Regions from separate parts of the Rattus norvegicus genome. Here region 1 is linked to region 2. The links are chromatin contacts, called in public Hi-C maps. All regions are on one chromosome and are shown on one strand. Each heading gives the region's core, a stretch centred on a gene start, on an enhancer-like site or on the middle of the called end of the contact. The rest is flanking DNA. Distances are from core to core; before and after follow the strand shown.

Region 1 (4,169 bases), core at 812-3,311, 96 kb after region 2:
CTGTAGTTAAGAGCACATCTGCCTTTCCAAGAGGACCAGAGCCTCCATAACCAGAGGTTCACAACCACTTGCAACTCCAGCTCCCAGGGAACCAGAAGCCTCAAGCCTCTGAAGGCATTGCACTCATGTGCACATACTCACACATACCCATAATTTAAAAATAAGTGAATAGGGCCCTGGGTTCGATCCCCAGCTCCGAAAAAAAGAACCAAAAAAAAAAAAAAATAAGTGAATAGGTGTGGGAAAGATGACTCAGTGGTTAAGAACACTGACTGTTCCTCTAGAGGACCCAGGTTCAATTTCCAGCACCCACATGGTGGCTCACAACTGTCTGTAATTCCAATTCCAGAGGACCTGATGCCCACACAGAGACATGCAGGCAGGCAAAACACCAAATCACATTGTAAAGGGATTTTAATCCAGCAACAGGGCTACTCTGGCAAGGGATCACACCCAAAGACTTTCTAGGTCTATATGATCTGACCAAATACAGACACACTCTGGATTATAGTACAACCTGAATGGAATATAGACATGCCTTTAATCCCTAATAATGAACGTAAGATTGGTTTGTAGAAGAAAGCAGCCACGTTTAAAAGTAACATCTAATTGAGGGCAAAGTGAGAAGTTAGAGAAAGATTTGACAGAATGAATCAGAGGACACACGGAGTGGGGGCGGGGAGAGGCAGTTTACTGGAACAATTTTATAGAGACAGGCTTTAGAAAGAACAAGTTGGTATCTTTATTCAGTAAGAACTCCCCACATTACAAATTGAGAAACTAAGTCACAGAATGACTTTTAGAAACTTGCTTAAGATCTTACAATTTGAAAAGCTATCTGTGACTCCAGGTAACTTTTTTTTTTCCGGAGCTAAGGACAGAAACCAGGGCCTTGCGCTTGCTAGGCAAGCGCTCTACCACTGAGCTAAATCCCCAACCCCTCTCTTTTCTTTTTTAAGTTTAGTTTAGCATATATATATATATATATATATATGTGTGTGTGTGTGTGTGTGTTTTGCATATATATATGTGTGTGTGTATATGTGTGTGTGTGTGTGTATATATATATATATATATATATATATCATATTAACATGTGTGTGCCTGGTGCCTATGGAGATCAGAAAAAGGGCATTAGATTCCCCTGGGCCTGGAGTTAACAGATGGTTTGAGCCAATGTGTGGGTAATGAGAATTGAACTCAGGTCCTCTGGTAGGGCAGCCAGTGCTCCTAAACGTAGAACCATCTCTCCAAGCTCCAGTTAAGATGTTTTATCTATCTCCTCCATTGGATTCTGGATCCAGTCTGTTATATTTAAAACAGTATCTTCTTGAGCCAGCCCAATACCTGATACAATAACTATTCAAGAACTGATACAGAAAAAAAAAAGTTTGTGCTTTTGGGACAACGTATACTCTAAGGATGAACTTTAGCTGACTTCGAATTCAAACACATGATCTCCCTGCCTGGATCTCTACGGCGCTCGTTCTGGTCCCTCCAGGATGGCTTGTTTATGAGCATGTGCTAAACACCCTTAGATGCGTGATGGGAGCGGGACTGTCATCGTCCCTGGGCACTCAGCCCCTGCAGTCCGCCGGTCGCGGGTCCGGACTAGGGAGCGCCGACTCTGGTACCCCGGAATCCCTGCTCCACCTCTTTTCTTACCTCTCCCCACCCCCGCTTCCCCGCCACCCTCTCCGAGGATCCATCCTCCGGAACACCCGGGTGTCAGCTGCGGGCGAGGACGCGTGTGCGCGGGAGATCTCCAGGGAAGGCGGTGCGCATGTGCAAAGGCAGGCGCACTGCGCATGCGGGAAGATGGCCGGCTCGGGGACCTGAGTGCCTCTGAGGTCACCCTGGTCACCCTGGTCCCCCTGCGCGCCTACCCCGATCCCCTCCGCGCCTGAGGGCAGCGCTAGGCGAGTGGGACCGCGACGCTCCGTGAGTGAAGCCGCAGTGCTCCGTGGGTGGAGCGGGCGGCGCTGAAGGGGCCGGGAGCGCGCGCACCGAGCCTCCCGGAAAGGCGGGAGGGCGCGTGGGGCGCGAGGGGCGCGGGACATCATGAGTCAGCAGCGGACGGCGCGGAAACTGCCCAGCCTGCTGGTGGACCCGGCTCAGGAGACCGTGCGCCGCCGCTGCCGGGACCCCATCAACGTAGAGAACCTACTGGTGAGCGGGAACCCGGGCCACGGGGGTCGCGTGCTGTGGGACGCGCCCCTTGCGTCCGGCCCTCTGCACAGTGTCTCTTGGTGTCCCGGGGCTCTCCTTGCAGCTCCCGATTCTTGGACCGCCCTTTGCTTTTAAATGTTTCAATTGGATTTACTTACTTTGTGTTGGGGTGGGGACCGCGGGCGCGTGGATTCCACGAGGCACGTGTAGAGCTTAGAAGGCAACTTGGCGGCAGTCTGTTCCATGCTTTCCACCTTTGTGGTTCGCGGGATGGAACTCTGGTGGAGTTTGTAAAGCTTGGTGGCAAGTACCTTAACCAACTGAGCGATCTTGCCTTTCTGTCTTCACTGTTTGACAGGGGAAATGAAAGAGTGAGAGAGTTCCCTCCATTCTGTGCTTCCCACCTTTCTCAGGGTCCCTGGTGGATCCGTCTTTTGTCCGTTTCTCCCAATCGCTGTGTTCTCTGCAAGGCAAGCTATATCCAAGCCATTCTGGCCAATCCGGTGCCAGATAGTTCATGAACCTTGTCTTGTCTGACTCCTCAGAGCAACCTTGAGATTGTTATTCTTGTCTTAGAGTTTGTCAGAATTGACTCAGGTGTGTGTACAGAGATGTCTGGCCTTGTGGCTAGGTAATGAGGAAGCTTCGGTAGGAACCTCAGAATGACTGCAGATGACAGCCTCTCCCTAACACCCCCCCCCCCCTTTTTTAAAGTGATTTCTGCTGAGTTTCCACTTGATCTTGCATTACCACCCAGGACTGTGCCGGGCACTTGAGTCCTAAGCACTCAGTATGATGGTTGTAAACAAGATCACTGCCTGTTTTGTCGATTCTAGTAGCAGTTTCACACCTTAATCTTGTGTCACAACTAACCACTCTTGGCTGAGTACTGTTTGTTGTGCCTTGGACAGCCATGGTGGGTCCCCTTGTCCCCTTCTCCTTTTCAGACATGTGGGTGTCATCCAGAATTCTCTACAGTTTGCTCATGTAGGTGACCACTCACTATTCCTACCTAACTTGTGGCCCGAGACCATGGTAGGTTTTTAAAGGATTGACAGACACTCTAAAATGCTCACTCTGGAAAAACCACTTAACCTTTTGTACTGCATCACAAGATAACGTCCTCTGAAGTCTTGGATATTCTTATCCAATCTGGTGTTTTTCGTTCGTTGCCTTGAGGTAGCTCCAAATCCATACTACATCTTTCCTAGAGCTTTCTAACTGTGTGTTAGATATCCCTGCTTAGATCTAAAACTTAAAAAAAAAAAAAAAAAGTCTGTGTGTATGTCACATGTGAATGGAGCTCACAGAGGCCAGAAAATGGTGTTAGAGGCCAGAAAACGCCTGGGGCTGAAGTTAACAAGTGGTTATAAGCTGGCACACGGATGAATTGAGCCTTCTGGAAAAGCAGCAAGCAGATTCACAGTCCCTTGCCTAAGAAAGCAACCTTCCTCGAATCCCACCTTAATGAATGATGCTTTACCGCCTGTGGTGTCCAAGCCAGCACTCCGGGCATGGCTGTCACCTTTTTCTCTTTTTCAGAATTGCCTCCAGACCCCACCCTGACCCCAAGGTCATCAAGTGCTATCATGGTGCTATAATGCCATCCCAGTAGGTTTCCCGCCACTATTGCTGCCTGCTGCCTCTCACTCGCTGTTCTGTGCACTTCACCCTTAACTGATGGTCTCTTGAAGGAGTGTTTCTAATCTCATTTGGTCAAAGGAATTAGTGGTTCCTTAGTGCTCCCAGGACCAAAAAAAAAGTAGAGCCCTCTTATCATAATCTGGCTCCGTGTTTACCTTTCCTAAATTATTTTTCTGAGGTTCCATACTCCATCCTTGGCCTCATTTCCATACTGTCATGGAGGTCTCTGAAGTCCAGATTCATGGGTAACTTGTCCTAAGACAAGTGTCTTTAGCCCTTCCTTCCTTAGCCTCAAGACCGTTAGTCATACTCTGTGTGCCCCTGAGCAATCCTGTACTTGACTGCTCAGTCCTCTG
Region 2 (4,284 bases), core at 1,693-4,192:
AAAACTTACAGAATCAAAACGACACAGAACAACAACATGCAAAGTGAAACTTAGACTCAAAACAACATAGAATGAGACAACACGCAGTGTTTTAAAGAATGCCGCCGACGACGTGCGGCTTTAGCACCTGGGACACCACTCTGAGGTCTCACCTGCCTGTTGAGCTCCCACTGGGACACTGGGGTTTGTCCCAGGAGCAGGCTCAGTGGGGAAGGCGGCCAGGGACCCTGAACTCTCCAGTGGTGGGAACAGAGAACTGGAGCAGGTGTTGGTGGAGTTCTGCCGACTTCTGAACTCTGAGGGAAACAAGAAGTCCATGTGAAATCTGATAGGCTATTCTCCAATGGCTTGTTAGAACGGAACTGGCTATAGGAGAGAGGGGCACAAAAGTATTTAGAAAGGATGCCGGCGCCGTGCTAGTCTCTGTTTCTGTGTGTTGCAGGGAAGAGGTGTTGTGTTCCACAAACAGTTCCCGGCCTAAGGGCGGCCCTATCAACGGGGAGAATAAGAGTGTCTGATGGGGGAAACAAGAAACACAGCTTACACAACTGAGCTATCTCAGCTCTGTGCTTAACATCCAAGGAGACGCAGAGTAACACCCCAGGCCACAGACCAGTCAGCCCCTCCCTCCACCCCTACACATCCTCTTTCATAAGTACTACCTCCCAGCAACAACTCTAACCTGTGAACAAGATAGAGAACTGGACCCACCGGGAAGGCCAGCTTCATCCACAGGGTCTGGGAACTTATTAAGCAGTCATAGAATAAAGTAAAGGAAGAAGAAAAAATAAGGGAGGAGAGGAAAAGAGGAACCACACTCAGTTGCTCACACTGCAGACCTCTTCCTTTCACTAAAAAAAATAGTGTGGAAGATTCCAGAAGATTCAGAAAAAGTAGGGGACAAAAGGACAGCTCTCCTGATTACTTCTGAGAAGTTACTTCTTAGACATGCTCCACCACCCAGGGCAGGACTCAGGACAGCCAATGCCCTTGCTCTTCCTCAGCTGACACAATGGATAGGAGAGATACAAGGGAGACTAAGGGGCCACAGTGCAGCCTGGTAAAGCCAAGCTTGCCCCTGGGGACCAGCACCACAGAGCTGTCTCTTTGGTCACTGGGAGCAGGGTTCAGGGATGCAGAGAGAGGTAAAGGCATGGTACTGTTCAAGCTCAGCTTTCTCAGCATCCTCCTGTGACACTTTGAGACTAGGAGGCTCTTTCGGGTGGCTATCTTACACACTGTGGGGTATTTAGCAGTATTGGAAATGCCTGCAGCAGCCTCTAGTCTTTACATCAGGAACATCCCCAGGCATTGATAAATGTCCCCTGGGAACAAGAACCACTGTCCCTAATTCCCACCAAAAAGATGCCAGCTCAATGCCAGATGGCCCTCTGCTAGTGTTTACCTAGCCCAGGGAGTCTGTCATGCAAGCTGTCTGAGTTCCATTGACCCTAAGGGGCATCTTCAGTGCCATGCTCCTGCTATGGCCTGTACCCCTCCTAGTCCCACAATGCCCACTGGGAGTGCATACCCAGCTCCCTATCCTTCTGCCCCTCCAGATTCAAGCCCCTCCCTCACCAGAGCCTTTCCAGCAAATCAAAGGTCCTTTGGTCAGTGCCCCTTGTGCATTTCGAACCAGATAGTACTTGAGGTGCTTCTGTTTCTTGGGCTGCGTGGTCAGCTTCAGGTTGATGTGGTTGGAGAATTCGGTGAAATAGCAGAAGCCTTTTTTCCCACAGCCAACACAGTTCCCAGAGAAACCTGGGCAGGAGAAAGCAAGCCATGAGCCTCTCTGTCTCCCTTTCAACTCCCTTCCAGCCTCCTCTTCAAACAATTTGCACCCCATACCATCACCCAGAGAGTGCCACAGGCAGAGGATCTGTCATGGCAATCGGATCAGGGAGTCAAGACACCCTGGACTCAACAGGACTGAAGAGACTGACCGGGCCACAGAAGTGAGTCTGAGCAAACAGGAGAGATTTCACCCTCCTGGGGGCACAATGAAAATTCCATGTATGTGGATGGATGAAGAAAATGTAGCCTACATACACAATGGGATTTTATTCAGTCACAGTGAAGAACACAATTGTATCATCTGAAGGGGGAATAAAATGAATGGGACTGCAGGTCACTATGTTAAGTGAAATAAGCCAGACTCTGAAAGACAAACGTTTTTCTCACATATGCAGATCTATATTTTAAACCTATATGGATATGTATGTATTTATGTACGTGGGTAGCTATACATACATATATATCTTTATGTGTGTGTGTGTGTGTGTGTCTTTAAAAGGGGGAGAAAGATGAATCTGAGGATAATGGGAAAAGACAAATTATATATTTTCTCTGATATGCAGAATCAGGGTATTTTTATATATGTGACATACTGATATACATAATATATATTGCTTTAAATCTATAATAAAGGGATAACATTGAAAGGAAGAAGAGAACCACTGAGGGGATAGAAGGAGGGACCAGGAATGGCAACTGTGGGCAAATATGATATACATGCATGAAAAGGTCACAATAAACCCATTGTTTTATACTCTAAGAAATACCAAATGCATGATGGGGACCCTGGGAGTAAGACCCAAAGTTCAGCAGCCAGCAGAGTGGAGAAACTGCCACAGTTATGTCAGGGAAGGCAATCTGTCTTCCTACTATCTATTTATCTATCTTCCTCCTATGATAGACAGGTCTCTGCCCGCTTACAGCCCCAGACAGGCCATCCGGGTAGTGATGAGAAACCTCCTTGTATCAGAGACAAACATGCAGAGCATGTGTTTCAAAGGATCTCTACAAAGTCATTCCAGTGAAACCAGGCAGAGGCACTGGTTAATACGAGAGACACATGACAACTCTCCATTTACCCACTGCTCCTCTGTAAGCCATCCCAAAACAACCTTGCTCTGCCAATAGCCGGTCTGGTTCCTGTGAGTCCAAGGTCCTAGGTCAAGGGAGGCCCTGGCCTGGGGCAGAGCCAGATATTCTTACTTTATCACACTCTCTGCTTCACGGTCATTTTGCGTGAGGCTATAAAAACCACATGTCTCTACATAAGCACTGCTCTTAAATGGGCTGTCCCTGGGGACTCTGGCTAGTATTCAAGAGAAGTTCAGTAGGTGAGGTGAAAGTTAAAAGCCATTGCCCCAGAGAAGACTCCATACTGCACGAAAACCTCTAATCTCACATCGTGAGCAGTTTCATATTCGGTGAAAGACCTTAAGAGCAAGGAAAACCCCCAGCCTGTCAGGGATAGGTACAGGATGAACTGACCATGGAAATCCTGCTGGTAACAGTGAGAACAGGTAACAGCATAACATGAACAATCCTGTGTGTTACTCAGGAGAGCTAATGTGCACACAAGGCCAGGTACGCTGCCACTCACTGTCAATGCACAGGGCCCTCGGCTTAACCGACCCATTGCCAGTCACTATGGAAAACTAAACGTTCTTGTGAAATCCTTCATATCAGTCGCACAAAGAGTGGCGTTTAACCTCAACAGAAGGATGAAGTCCCGGTCCACAGGCACCCAAGGCTGTGGACTACACCACCCATCTTAGCTTCATCTTCTCACTCAGACAAGGTGCCTCTTATCTCATCCACTCCAACTGACCCTGTCCTGCCCAGTCTCCGTCTCTTCCACAAACCCCCTACACATGTCCAGCCATCTCTCAGTTTGACTCAGAGGAAACTGGCACTTTCCCAGGCTCGCACGCTCATCTCGCTCCGAGTCCTGGAATCTGCTCAGCATCAGGGAGATGTATGTCTTGTACCCTTAGTAGCTCTCTTCCAAAGGGCCGTGCTGGTGTGGCTGTTCACGAGTTGAGTTGTAAGTGGGTGTGTGCTGACTGGGAGTACCATGGGACAGCATTATCAAGAAGGTCGGAGAGACGGGCATAATTAGCTGATTAATTAATAACAATTAACCCTTCTATTTATCTATTGGCTTCCAACCTGGAAACCTTGAGATGCACACAGTCTGACCGGCCCTCAAGAAGACAACCTTGAGAAATGTCCAGGGTTCCTGAGGAGGAAATCTAAGCCTGAGCATAGAGAAGACGCTGAACAAGAGACAGGAAGTCCAAGGTCAAGGACACTGAAGAGACCAGCTAGCCAGGCTACAGGTTACAAGCCATGCACATGGAGGCCTCATGGTGTCATCGCGCATGCTCAGCAGGAAGTGACAGTGGCCATGGGCAGCAGCTCCTGATGGCTCAGAGGTGAGACTAAGCTCCTGGTCCAGTTGCACAGTGGACAGTTGGGTGCAGTGAGCAGACG

The links. Hi-C and Micro-C count contacts between places; a contact is called where the count stands out from the background.
Region 1: a Hi-C map of hepatocytes shows a contact between it and region 2, with 2.7 times the contacts expected there. The contact joins the promoter of E2f6 here to the enhancer-like site in region 2. A contact is called at or near these places in 12 of 12 Hi-C or Micro-C datasets (the A7r5 cell line, the Rat2 cell line, Schwann cells and 7 more) and 1 of 1 datasets of contacts at active chromatin or transcription factors (oligodendrocytes).

The regions. Positions count from the first base shown.
Region 1 is chr6:45,319,197-45,323,365 of GRCr8, forward strand. E2f6 (E2F transcription factor 6) reads left to right here and starts at 2,062. Exons shown (of 7, transcript NM_001100717.2): 1 at 2,062-2,169. The coding sequence starts at 2,062. It also overlaps a transcript of Greb1 not described here.
Region 2 is chr6:45,222,034-45,226,317 of GRCr8, forward strand. Greb1 (growth regulating estrogen receptor binding 1) reads right to left here. Exons shown (of 34, transcript NM_001427084.1): 6 at 1,579-1,761; 7 at 153-296. Among named protein-coding and RNA genes, the nearest start is that of Greb1, 67 kb to the right of the region's middle. Within about 2 kb of position 2,943, at least 3 of the 93 cell types and tissues checked have an H3K27ac peak or open chromatin away from gene starts, as enhancers often do. A contact at or near this core is called in hepatocytes, where this site is marked.